2 separate regions of the Mus musculus genome follow, and region 1 is linked to region 2. A link is a contact called in public Hi-C data. All regions are on one chromosome and are shown on one strand. The core of a region is the stretch at or near the end of the contact, and the rest is flanking DNA. Distances in the headings are between cores, read along the strand shown. Region 1 has its middle 54 kb from the start of Ccdc167. Region 2 overlaps Fgd2 (FYVE, RhoGEF and PH domain containing 2).

Region 1 (6,629 bases), core at 3,426-5,925, 390 kb before region 2:
CTAACAAGGCCACACCTCCTAATAGTTCCATGCCCTGGGCCAAGCATATACAAACCATCACACAGCCTTCCCTTCAGAAATCATCACCCCTTTGGCAAATAAGCCCCACTTGTATACAGCATAAGGCTCCCTGGCAGCAAATGGCACCTAGTCCTCTTGGGTCTCTGTGTAAGAGAGAAAGAAGAGTCATGAGTCACGGAGACACAGACTAAAGTTCTGAGTGGAAGGGTCTGATCTGACACATCTCTGAGTCTTTCTACTCTCCTCTAAACTTGAACCCCCAGCTGTCTTAATCCTGCCCTCCCTTCAGCCCCCCAGTGGCTGCTCTGTTCCCTCTAAGTCGCTTTGGTGTCTTTGTTCTCCTGGCTGGGGAAAGCAGTCTTGACAGCCTTAACCCGGTGGCAAAGTGCGGGACTTCAAAAGAGGCTTCAAGGAGCTGATGGATAATAGATGGCTGGAAGCATGAATGATACATATGTAGATAAATGATGGATAATAGGGTCTGCATGATGTACGGGCTGCTGCTAGGTAATAGGTGTGTGGATACACATGGAGAGAGGGAAGGAGGAGGGGAGGGAGGAGAGAGGGAGACAACAGACATAGACTGAGTCCATACCATGACAAATGCCTGGAGACTAGATAGGCAAGGAGGCCAGATGGGAGAATCTCAAAGGGAACTTCCTGGACTCAGGCCCAGAGGAAAGAGCCATCAAGTGGGCAGAGACACCCAGAGCCTTCAGTGACAGTTAGGAACTATCCAGGCATCCATGACAGATAGCAGGATGGGACTGATCAGAAAGGCCACCATCTCACGGACTGATGATGATAATGATGGATGTGCCTGGAGATAATGAATGGCTCGACCTGCTGATAGATCAAGTTGCCTCCCGCCACCTTGCTCACCCTGTGCTCACCCTGTGTGACTGGGCATGGCAGCGGTGGTTGCTGCTCTTCTGCTACCCACAAGGGGGAGCTCGCGTTCGGGACCCGGTCAGAGATGGTTTCCGTGACGGTAGGACCACGTGATCCTCCTCTCCTCCCTCCCATTCCTCAGGTTCATAAATGGTCCTGATTGAAAACTGCTCCCCATGGAAGGGCAAGAGAAAGGCTTCACGGTAAGTTGCTTGGCCTAGGTATCTGAGCCATTCCCTGTCGCTCCCCTGCGATGTCCCATGTCTTCTGGCCATGCTTTAAATCCTTCCCTTTTCTCTACCTTCCTCTTCCTACTCCCTAGACGCCAGTTCCTCCCTCAAATAGCCAGTCAAGTTATTGTTCTTGGAAATGCAGAGTCTGATTCCAAGAAGAGTGGGGCTGAAGTTGGGTGAGCTGATGAGCTCTTCCTTCGAGCTGAGCCCAGCATGAAGGTTCAAGCCTGCTCCAGCAGCCCCAACACCAGCGGGTAGAGAGAGCAGGATCTGTGATGGACAGCCTTGTGAGGAACCTTTCCTGGGATTCAACTATGGTACAAGGGATAAGACAGGAGAGGACCTGGGAGTGGGGTTAAAGAGAATACTGGGATTCTGTGAGAAGAGTTGTCAAGAGTTGAAGCCCAAGTTTCTTGGTAGCTCCTGGAAGGGCCAACAGTCATGCAGAGGAGACAAAGTCACTGACTGAAAGAAATGCATTCCCAGGGACCTGCAGAACATTCTGCAGGGAAAGCCCAGAAAAGTTCAGCGGCTAGTTGAGCAACCTACTGCCTGGCAGCGACAGCTCTGTGGCTACCATCAAACTCAGGGAGGAAGGTTATAAGAGAAGACTCTTAGCAGGGGTAGCTAGCAGTGGGGAGGGATTTCCCTTCCTCTATGTCACAGCCCTCTTATATGTCTTGAGAGCGAAGCAAACCAACTGGCACACCTGCTCCTACCTGAAGGAAATGCCAGCAAAGTAGCTTTAAGCCACAAGCAAGACACCAGGCATGGTGGCACCTGCCAATCTCTATGAGCTTGAAGCCAGCCTGGTCTACATAGTGAAAGCCTGTCTAAAGAAAGAGAGAAAGACAGAAAGAGGGAGAGAGAGAGAGAAAGAAAGAAAGAAAGAAAGAAAGAAAGAAAGAAAGAAAGAAAGAAAGAAGATAGGAAGGAAGGAAGGAAGGAAGGAAGGAAGGAAGGAAGGAAAGAAGGAAGGAAGAGAAAGCAACAGGAAAACAAGCACAGAGGGGGAGGGGAAAAGGGAGGGATAGTCGGACAGACAGACTGACCAAAGTTGACCAGGATGGGCCAAAGTTCAGAAAGGCTGGGTCAGCCAAGGCAGAGTGATGCGGAGTGGGGCATTGGAGGCAGCTCCATGCTCCCAGGGTGAGAGCCCTGGAGGAGTCAGCATGAGAGAGGGACACTGGGGCAGATCACAGCAGGTCCAGTTTGTCTTGGGATGGTTTTGAGCAGGGGAGTCTCAGGCTCAGATGTGGAATGAGGAGGGTGGTTTCAGAGAGTGTGAGAGCCTGGGAGTCACTCAAGGAGCCTTGCATGGTGAAGGTGGATGGCAGAGAGCCATGACAGTATGCTGAGGCTGGACAGGACCCGGGAGGAAGGAAACAGATGGCAAAATGGACGTCCAGACAGCATTCTGTGCGGGGGCAAATGGCTATTTCACACTCTGAAAGGTCACATGGAGGGAGAGTGGGCTTAGGGAAGGAGTTTCAACTTGGAATGTGCTATGTTTGAGGCGTTCAAGACTACCCAGCCTCGGGGGCTGGAGAGATGGCTCTGCAGCTAAGAGCACTGACTGCTCTTCCAAATGTTCAAATCCCAGCAACCACATGGTGGCTCACAACCATCCATAATGAGATTTGATGCCCTCTTCTGGGGTGTCTGAAGACAGATATAGTGTACTCACATATAATAAATAAATAAATCTTTAAAGAAAAATAAAAACAAAAAAACAAAAAGAATACCCAGTCTCGATGGGCAGTGGTGGCTCACGCCTTTAATCCCAGAACTTGGGAGGCAGAGGCAGGTGGATTTCTGAGTTGGAGGCCAGCCTGGTCTACAGAGTCAGCTCAGGACAGCCAGGGCGACACAGAGTAACCCTGTCTCAAAAAAAAATTACAAACAAACAAACAAACAAAACAAAACAAAAAAACAAGAATACCCAACCTCGCTTCCAGGAGCAGTTGGAAATTCTGACCAGAGTCTATGGGCCAAGGCTGGACTCCCAGCCTCCACTGTGGCTAAAGACCCTGTGGGGACCAGAGCTGACTGGCCAGGAGAAAGAACTGGGCCTGGATCAGAAGAGGCAGTGGGAAGAACCTGATAGGGTGGCTATGTCCCTGGGAGAAGTACCGCAGTGGGAGTGGGGAGTGTGAGGTCACAGACAGGACACAGGAGGCAGCAGAGGCAGATGTGGAGCAGCTGAGAGCATCTATGAGAAGCGCTGAAGGTGCCTGTGAAGTTGGCAACAGTACGTCATGCCTACTAGACATCTTATTAATGATCCAGTTTGGCAGGAAGCAGGGGTCGTTCCATCTGAGTCATTCAAGGACAGTTTAATGAGGGTGTGGGCTGGGAGGAGAGAAACCGGCGAGGGATGCTAACTGTCCAGCTAAAGTTTAAAGAGGGGTGCCCCCTCCCCGGCATGCAATCCGTTGGAGTAGTAGCGTCCCTTAAAACTAGAAAAGATGTGGATAGACTCTGAAGGGGATCTAACAATGTGTTTATTACATTTGTGTGTGTGTGTGTGTGTGTGTGTGTGTGTGTGTGTGTGTCTGCCTCTCTGTCTGTGCCTGCCTGCCTGCCTGCCTGCCTGCTAAGACATGGGCTTGGAGGAACAAAGACAACTTTGTAGGAGTTGGTTCTGCCCTTCCATTATGTGGTTCCTGGGACTTGACTTAGGCTGTCAGGCTTGGCGACAGGTGCCTTTACCCACAAAGTTATCTCTCTGGCCCCTTGAGAGGGACTTCTGGTTTTTCAGATCCAAGAAAAATGGAGGGGAGGAATCTTTTCCTCTTAGTCTGTGTCAGGCAGGGAAGAGGGACTTACTTCAATGGTCAGGGCCAGCCACAAAGATGCAACTTGTGCTGGTTCAGGACATGGTCCTGGCAGATGCCAGCTCTCCCCAGCACATCCACCCCAGACCGGCTCTGAACCCAGTTGGTAGGGGACCAGCATTCACAAGGCTTGGGTTCAATCTGCCATACTGCACAAACTACCGGCGTGGGATTACATCTGTAGTCCCAGCATTTAGGAACTCGAGGCAAGTGAATCAGAAGTTCAAGGTCATCTTCAGCCACCTAGTGAGTTCCAGGCCTGCTTGAGACACGTGATACCCTGTCCCAATCAAGCAATCAATATCAATCAATCAAACAGTAAGATCCTAGCCCAGGTAGGATCTTACAGTGACCACAGGCAGCATCATTAGTAAGATCGGGCATCGCCAAGGCCAACACCCTGTGGTCTCTTCCTCTCAGCATCCATCTACCTGACTGCGCACCCCTCCCTGGTAAGACCTGCCCCCTCTCATCCCAAAGGGAAGACCTGTGCTTCCCTGATGGTCCCAACAGCAAAGTTCTAAGTGGCCCCAGTTCAGGTCGCCATCCCCACCCCAGAGTGAATCATTCTGCCAGCAATATGGGGATCAGAAATGGAACCGGAAGTCGGTGAAAAAGCCACCTTAGGCTCCCTCGGGGAAGTGAGAGCAGCTGCAGAGGCAAGGCTGCTGGAGTTAGAGCCACACGCACCCCCATGTTTCACTGTGAAGAGAGGTGTGAGGGGGTGGGAGGAGGGGATGTCTTCGGTTTGCTCAAGGCTGGGTGTGTGTGTCAGAAACACAGCAGAGGGAAAGGTGGTTTATCAGATAAAGATTTAAAGATACATGCCGCCAAGTCCTGAACCGGCATGACTTGAGTTCAATCTCCAGGACCTACCCGGTGGAGGGAAAGGTGACTCCCAACAGCACAGACGCACACACAAACATGAAATTTTAAATAAAATCTAAAGGACACAGAGATTTGTACTCTTCCTCATACACGTTGGGTACACGTACATGATTAAGTAAACATATGAGATCTTGTATCAGACAGGGTAGGCCAAGTTACACTGCAGTAAGGAGTCAGATCAAACCGCCAAGTTCAGTTCTGGCTCACGCTTCAGGCCCTCCTGGGCTTGGCTCATCATAAACAGCCCCAGGACCCAGGCAGGCTGTCGGAAATGCTACAGCTCACACCTGCGGGGCCGGGGCGGGAAGTGGGGGGGGAGGAGACATGATCTTGCATGCCTCTGAGACACAAAAGTAAATTCTACTGGCTAAGAATGCTGATTGGCCAGAACTGGTCACATGGCCCTTCCAACCACAGGGGTAGTCAGGAAGTGCTACCTAGAGGCTGGGAGCCCCAGCGAGTTCTCAGCAAATTGTATCAATGACTGTCATGCCTACATATAATTGGCTTATGTATGTGTACTTACATGCATGCATGCATGCACACACAGGCTCTCTCTTTTCTCTCATACACACATACACATGCACACACACAGACTCGCGCACTCACACACACACATCCCATGGTCATAGACTTATGTCAACTCCCTTTGCCCAGCCATCAATGTCGAAAGTCCCTAGCGAGGTGCCTGCTGTCATGGACACCTGCACCCACATTTTGTCCTGACTGCTGCCTTCAGCTCTTCTGCCTGGTTCTCGGGGCCCCACCATTCATCTCTGCTCTGGGTTCATTCTTCCAGTCTCCCTTCCCTGGTGGTCCTCCCCTGTGGTCCTCCCCTTCTGCCAGGAGGAGGTAAAGGGGACAGCTGTGTGTTTATGCAGTGATACTGCACCACCGACACTTGCTTCAGGTTTCTGGCTGGGGTGTTAGAATCCCCTCCCTTTCTCTTCACTTGCCTTGTGAGCTCTCTAAGCACGAGCTGGTGACAAACAGAGGGGCTGTCTCAGCTAGAAGGGCAAGGGGGTGAGACCCAGAAGATGTGGGGGTGCAAACAGAGCAGGCAGGGACAAAGAGAGCCAAGACGCAGAGTGCAGAGGCAGGGGAGACATCTCAGTGGGTAAAGTGTCTGCCGCACAGGCAGGAAGGCCCGAGCCCGAATCCCCAGCGAGCATGAACATCTCCAATCCCAGCGTTGGGCAGGGCCAGAGGCATGAGGACCAGGCTGGCCAAACTGGTGAACTTCCCAGAGAGCCAGAGAGCTTCTCTCCCAAAACCAAGTGGGGAGCAATGGGGTAACTCACCGAATACCTGGGCCCCATGCACGTGTGCACGCAAACACGACGAAGGCTGGAGAGATGGCTCAGCGGTTAAGAGCACCAACTGCTCTTCTGAAGGTTGTGAGTTCAAATCCCAGCAACCACATGATGGCTCACAACCATCCGTAATGAGATCTGACGCCCTCTTCTGGGTTGTCTGAAGACAGCTACAGTATACTTACACATAATAAATAAATAAATCTTTAAAAATAATAATAAATCATATAGTGCAGCAGAAAGACTCGGTAACGCAGACAGACAGCATGTGGGGGCCAGAGGACAACTCGAGGGAGCCAGTTTTCACGGGTTCTGCAGGCTGAACTCAAATTGTGATGCTTGCCTGCAAGCTCCTGTACCCACTGAGCCATCTCGTCAGCCCTAGGATGAACTGAAAAGTAGAGAGGAGGTGTGGCCCTTTCCAAGCAAGCAGCAGAGATTTGAGG
Region 2 (6,150 bases), core at 1,748-4,247:
CTTTTATTTATGTGTATTTGCAAGTACCTGGGTGGATGCACATCATATATGCGCACAGTGCTGGAGATGAGAAGAGGGCTCCAGGTTCCTTGTAAGTGCATGCCGGGAACTGATCCCTGGCTTTCTGAAAGGGTCACAAGTGCTCTATAATACTGAGCTGTCTCCCAGTCAGCCCCTTACTGTTTTGATAGGGTCTCATGGAGTCCAGTTGGCTATCTTGGCCAGGTTGACCCTTAACTCCTGATGTCCTTGTTTTTGTAATGCTGGGATTAACGGTATGTGCCACCAGGCCTAGCTGAAGGCATGCTGGGGGTCTAACTCAAGGCTCCATGCACAACGGGCTAACTCTGTCGCCTGCATCCCATCTCAGCCCTGACACTGTGTTTCCAAGCCTTTGCTAGCTGTAAACCTCTGGGAACCAGTGATGAATTGAAGGGTGGGTGCTGGAAGAGCTGACAGACATGGAGACCCTGTGACGCCATCCTGACAGTGACCCCGAGGCCACTGTCGTCATCATAGCCGAGCCACACAAATCATTCTGCCATCTCCAGTGCCCGCTACCAGGGAGTCAAGGACTCTGCTCGCTCTCCAGAAACCCAAGCTTAATAGTTTTAGAGACAAATACTAGTCAGACAAACAGAAAACAGACTAAATACCACTAACATCAGGGTGACAGTGACAAACGGTTACTGAAGCAAAGTAAAAAGACAGCGTGGGAAAGGGGGACTAGGAAGCTGGTCAGGGAGCCTCCCAGAGGAAGGCCATTAAGGCAGGGGTCTCAGTCTATCAGGGGACGTGCCAGAGAATCTCTGCTGAAGGAGCCACAGGCACAAAGGCCCTGGGGGTGCATCTGGGAGCCTTGGTGATAGAGAAGGTATCTTAGTCAGGGTTTCTATTCCTGCACAAACATCATGACCAAGAAGCAAATTGGGGAGGAAAGGGTTTATTCGGCTTACACTTCCAATACTGCTGTTCATCACCAAGGAAGTCAGGACTGGAACTCAAGCAGGCCAGGGAGCAGGAGCTGATGCAGAGGCCATGGAGGGATGTTCTTTACTGGCTTGCTTCTCCTGGCTTGCTCAGCCTGCTCTCTTATAGAACCCAAGACTTCCAGCCCAGAGATGGTCCCAGCCACAAGGGACCTTTCCCCCTTGATTGAGGAAATGCCTTACAGCTGGATCTCATGGAGGCATTTCCTCAACTGATGCTCCTTTCTCTGTGATAACTCCAGCTGTGTCAAGTTGACACAAAACTAGCCAGTACAGATGGTTATCTTTTGAGAGGTGACCCAGGGGCTAGATCGAAAGGGCCTAGTGACCCACAAAGGAGGAGTCCATCAGACAGATTTCTAACCTGACACCACTGTAGATGGGAACCACCTCCTGACACACAGCTTGGTCACTTTTCTATTGCTGTGATAAAATATCATGATCAACACATATTTTTTTAAAGATTAATTTATTATTATATCTAAGTACACTGTAACTGTTTTCAGACACACCAGAAGAGGGCATCAGATCTCATTATGGATGGTTGTGAGCCACCATGTGGTTGCTGGAATTTGAACTCAGGATCTTCGGAAGAGCAGTTGGTGCTCTTAACCACTGAGCCATCTCTCCAGCCCAGCCCACTCAACACATCTTTATAAAAGAAAGGATTTATCTGGGTTTACAGTTCCAGAGAGAAAGAATCCACCATCACACCATCAGAGCAAGGAACTATAGCAGCACTAAGCAAAGAGAGAGAGAGAGAGAGAGAGAGAGAGAGAGAGAGAACTGGGGATATCGAGGGGCTTTTGAACCTCAAAGCCCACCTCCATTGACATATTTCCTTCAGCAAGGTTGCACTTAAACCTCACCAGGGTCACCAACTGGGGACTGAGTGTTCAAACGCCCGGCCTGTGGGAGACATCTCATTCAAACCTCAACAGTTTCAGAATTAGAAGGAGTCGTGTGATCAGGTTTGGTATTAGCACCGACACTCAGGGGTTAAACCAGCGTCATGGCTTAGAGCCAGGAGCAGCGTGGGAATGTGGAAGAGAATGAGCAAGGGCTCCCATGGAATCCATGCTGACCTGGAAGCAGGCGGGCTTAGGGCGAGAAGGACTCCTTCTGAGGAGGGGGTGATTTGGTTCAATCGGGAGAGAGTTGTCCGCCATGCACATCTCTGTGATCCAGCACTACTACATAAACGGAACACAGAGAGACAAGAGGATCAGGACTTTAATATCATTGATTTTGAGAACAGCCTGGGCACATGAGACCCAGAATCCCAGGGGATCCAGGGCCTCTTCTGGTCTCCTCCACACATGCACACACATGGTGCACATAGACACACACTCACACACATAGAAAGAAATAAAACCTTAATTAAAAAATAAAAGTAGAGCCGGGTGTGGTGGCGCACACCTTGGGAGGCAGAGGCAGGTGGATCTCTGAGTTCAAGGCCAGCCTGGTCTACAGAGTGAGTTCCAGGACAGCCAGAGCTACACAGAGAAACCCTGTCTTGAAAAAAAAAAACCAAAAAAACCCCCAAAAAACAAAAAAATAAATAAATAAAATAAAATAAAATAAAAGTAGGGGGCTGGAGAGATGCTTCCAGAGGTCCTGAGTTCAATTCCCGACAACCACATGGTGGCTCACAGCCATCTGTAGTAGGATCTGATGCCCTCTTCTGGTGTGTCAGAAGATAGCAACAGTGCACTCATATACATAAATAAATCTTAAAATAAATACATAAATTAATTAATTAAAGTAAAGTAAAGTAAAAGCTGACAAGAAGCTCACATGACTGCCTATCAGGCTATGCACAGATTCATTCAGCAGACATCCCCGTCTCCGTCTCCATCCTCAGGGGTGGAGGACCAGTCTGAGGTAACCCAATCTAGATGCCCTGCCCTAGTGGACACAAACTGTAGGGGGTTGGCGGAGGAGTGGCTCTACAGTGGGCTGGACACTAACTCCTGGGAGATGCTGCCCCCTAGTGTTAGCTGTATGTGACTCGGAAACTGTCAGTTATTGAGTGTCCTGACTCATCCCACCTTCCCCGGCCTTTCCCTTTTCATCTGTATCTGTGTGGACTCACACTGGGGTCTACGGGCTGATTTGGAGATGAGGGTGTGGCTCCGGATGGAAAGATGCTGTGCTGGCAACACAGGGCACTCAGATCACAACAAGAAGAAAAGAACAAATGGAGCCTGAAGTTCCTCAGAGCCCCGAGTGCCGGTAGCGGCTCAGACCCTTGGGCAGAAGAGTAATGTCCCACAGGGGAAGTCAGGGGGAGGTAAGCTTTGTCCAGGCTCTGACATATATATGGTCATGATCCCTTGTGTCAAGGTCCCTTCCCTAGCTGGGAACTGAACCCAGGTCCCTGCAAAATCCATCTCTCCAATGCAAAGATCGTGTGCATGTGCGCATGCGTGTGCGCATGCATGTGTGCGTGTGTGCACCCTTGGAGGCCAGAAGAGTGTTCTGGCTCTCCTGAAGCTGTAGTTACAGGCAGCTTGAAGTTGTGAGCTGCCTGCCCTGGGCTATGGGATCCTCTGCAGAAGGAAATGTCCTTCACTCCTGAACTCTCTCTCTCCAGCCCCTAAATTATTTTTTTAAAGTCAGCACAAAGCATGGGTTCCCCTGTAGCATTCCTGCATGTATTTTTCTTACTTTCTCTTTCCTCTTCTCCCTTCCTGGGTCCCCATTTCCCCATGCTGGTCCCCTCCTACCTACCCCTTCTGTTTTCTTATGTCCTGTGTTCACTACTCACTCTTCCCCTTAGGATCTCTTCTTCCTGTCTCATGGTTCCCTTTCTTGTTTTATGACCTACTTTACCCAACATATAGACATATTTATACATTTTTAAATCCAGGTCCCATGAAAGAGAGGAAACACGCCATGTCTGGTGTCCGTCTTTCTGAGTCTGGCTTATTTTGCTTAAATGCAATAACTCCCACGCATCTCATGCAAATGTCACAACAGTGTTCCTCTTCATGGCTGCATACAATTCCACTCTGCATATGTGACACATTTTCTTTATCATTCATCTGTTGATGAACATGTGGGCTGGTCCAGTTCTCAGAGATAGTGCAACAGGAAACACAGATATGCAGGCATCCCTGTGGAGTGCTGACTTAGGGTCCTGGTGTGCAGCCAGGGGGTGGCACAGCTGGGCCAGATGGTAGTTCTATTTTCAATGTTTGAGGAACTTCTATCCTGACCCGCTGAGCCATCTCACTGACTCCAAGCATCCCTGAGGGGAGGAGGGGCCAGACGGAGATGTCCATTTTATTCCCATCCATGTCTCTCCAACTCCTTCGCCCTCTTTTCTCTACCTCCTCCCCCCATGTCACTGGCTCTCCTACGCACCAGCTGTGTGACCCAGAGACAAGCAGTTAAGCTCTCTGAGTAGATGTCCTCATCTGGAAAGCAGTGGAATTCGATCATGGTGATAAAACACCCAGAGCATCCTGGTGTGGACTTGTGTGCCTTTAATCCCAGCACTCAGGAGATACAGGCAGGGGGTTCTCTGTAAGACCAGCCTGAGCTACATAGCTAGTTTCAGGCCAGCCAGGGCTACAAGGCTATAAACTGAGAACCTGGTTCAAAACACACACGTACACACAGACACAGACAGAAACACCTCACACACATACACATGCATGCACACCACACTCACACATACACCACACAAGCATACACACACACCACACACACACACACACACACATCACATGCACACACATAGTATACAAACACACACACACACACCATAAGCACACGTGGGCACGCACACTGTGGCTTCATGGGATCTTGGTGCTATGATCATCGTTCCCCTGGCTTTGGCAGGTGCCCTGAGTGGCTCTCAGTTTCCTCTCTGGCCATGAAGCCCAGTGCTTAGGGCCCTCCCATGGAGGCCCCTGAAGTTCTCTTGCCTCCCCCTTCTCAGACCAGTCAAATAAAAAGCCTTGCTAAGAGACCCAGACATTGTTCAATTTCAAAGTTAGTTGGTGTCTGTTTTTCCCCTCAACCCTTCCAAAGTTTCCTAGGTCACTCACACCCAGGCTCAGACCCTCACTAGGGTGACAACAGTCCCAGTTATTGGTACTTGTCATCTTTTATTTTGACTTTTTTTGTGCTCTCAGGTTCTTGTGTAGCCCAGGCTGGACTGTAACTCACTCTATAGCCAGGGCGACCTCGGCCTTTTGGTCCTTCTTCCTCTACCTACCCAACTGTTGCATGTATTACCATGCCCAGTTTATGTTTCGCTGAGGACTGAACCCAAGGCTTCATCCATGTTAGATGGGCATGCCACCCATTAAGCTACAACATTGTTTTAGCAATGAAGATTTCATGATCCAGGGATATCCGCCCCCTCTCCAGCCAGCTGGGACACTTGGTGGTATCTTCCTGAAGGAAAGGGCCTGTGTCTGCTGGATACAGAGTCAGGATGAATTGTCTCGGTATAGACATCAGGTGGGTCAGGGGTAGCCCAGCTTGGGGTGAAGTGATAGAACCATGGGGTAGGCCTGGGAAGGCTGTCATGGACTCTCGATGAGCAGCTGGCTGTGGTTCAGTCAGACACATCTTCTTCGTCAGGTCCCTCAGGGGTCCGGCCACTGGCCGCACGCTTGATAGCTGTCACCCAGCGGCCCTGCAGCTCCACAGACTCGGCCTTGAAGGTGTACTGCTGGCCTGACTGTTGCAGCTGGAAAACCCGAGGGTCCCCCTGGGGCCCTGAAATCACCTGATAGCCCAGTAGGGGGATGGAGGTGTGAGCCTTTGTGTCCTGGAGGAGAAGAAAGCCATGGGTTAAGGTCCCTGTCCCCCAATTTAGTCCTGCTGCTCCTGACAGACATATATGCCTGCTTGAGCCAGAAGCCCCCTGATGGAGGGGGCCTGTTGAAAGATGAAAAAAAGCAGGAGGGGGAGGGGGGAAGGGGAGAGGAAGAGGAGGAAGAGAGAGGAGGGGAAAGGAGAGGAAGAAGAGGAAAGAATGAGTCTTCCTGTACTCTGAGCCCAGCTCTGAAACTCAGTAACCTATAACTTGAGAAAACCATGTCCTCAGAGGGCCTCAGTTTCCCCATCTTCCCTGCAGGGTAAATAACACCCCAAGCCCACTCTCCTGTCCCCCTGTGAGGATGTGGAGTCTAGCTGGAGC

What was found. Hi-C and Micro-C count contacts between places; a contact is called where the count stands out from the background.
Region 1: a contact with region 2 is called in a Hi-C map of Th1 cells, with 3 times the contacts expected there. The contact joins two enhancer-like sites. A contact is called at or near these places in 4 of 484 Hi-C or Micro-C datasets (CD4 T cells, Th1 cells, embryonic stem cells and 1 more), 2 of 115 datasets of contacts at active chromatin or transcription factors (memory CD8 T cells and regulatory T cell precursor) and 1 of 9 other capture datasets (embryonic stem cells).

The regions. Positions count from the first base shown.
Region 1 is chr17:29,767,902-29,774,530 of GRCm38.p6, reverse strand. No RefSeq gene overlaps it. Among named protein-coding and RNA genes, the nearest start is that of Ccdc167, 54 kb to the right of the region's middle. Within about 2 kb of position 4,675, at least 83 of the 459 cell types and tissues checked have an H3K27ac peak or open chromatin away from gene starts, as enhancers often do. A contact at or near this core is called in Th1 cells and memory CD8 T cells, where this site is marked.
Region 2 is chr17:29,378,473-29,384,622 of GRCm38.p6, reverse strand. Fgd2 (FYVE, RhoGEF and PH domain containing 2) reads right to left here. Exons shown (of 16, transcript NM_013710.4): 16 at 5,088-5,778. The coding sequence ends at 5,563. Among named protein-coding and RNA genes, the nearest start is that of Fgd2, 21 kb to the right of the region's middle. Within about 2 kb of position 2,997, at least 47 of the 459 cell types and tissues checked have an H3K27ac peak or open chromatin away from gene starts, as enhancers often do. A contact at or near this core is called in Th1 cells and memory CD8 T cells, where this site is marked.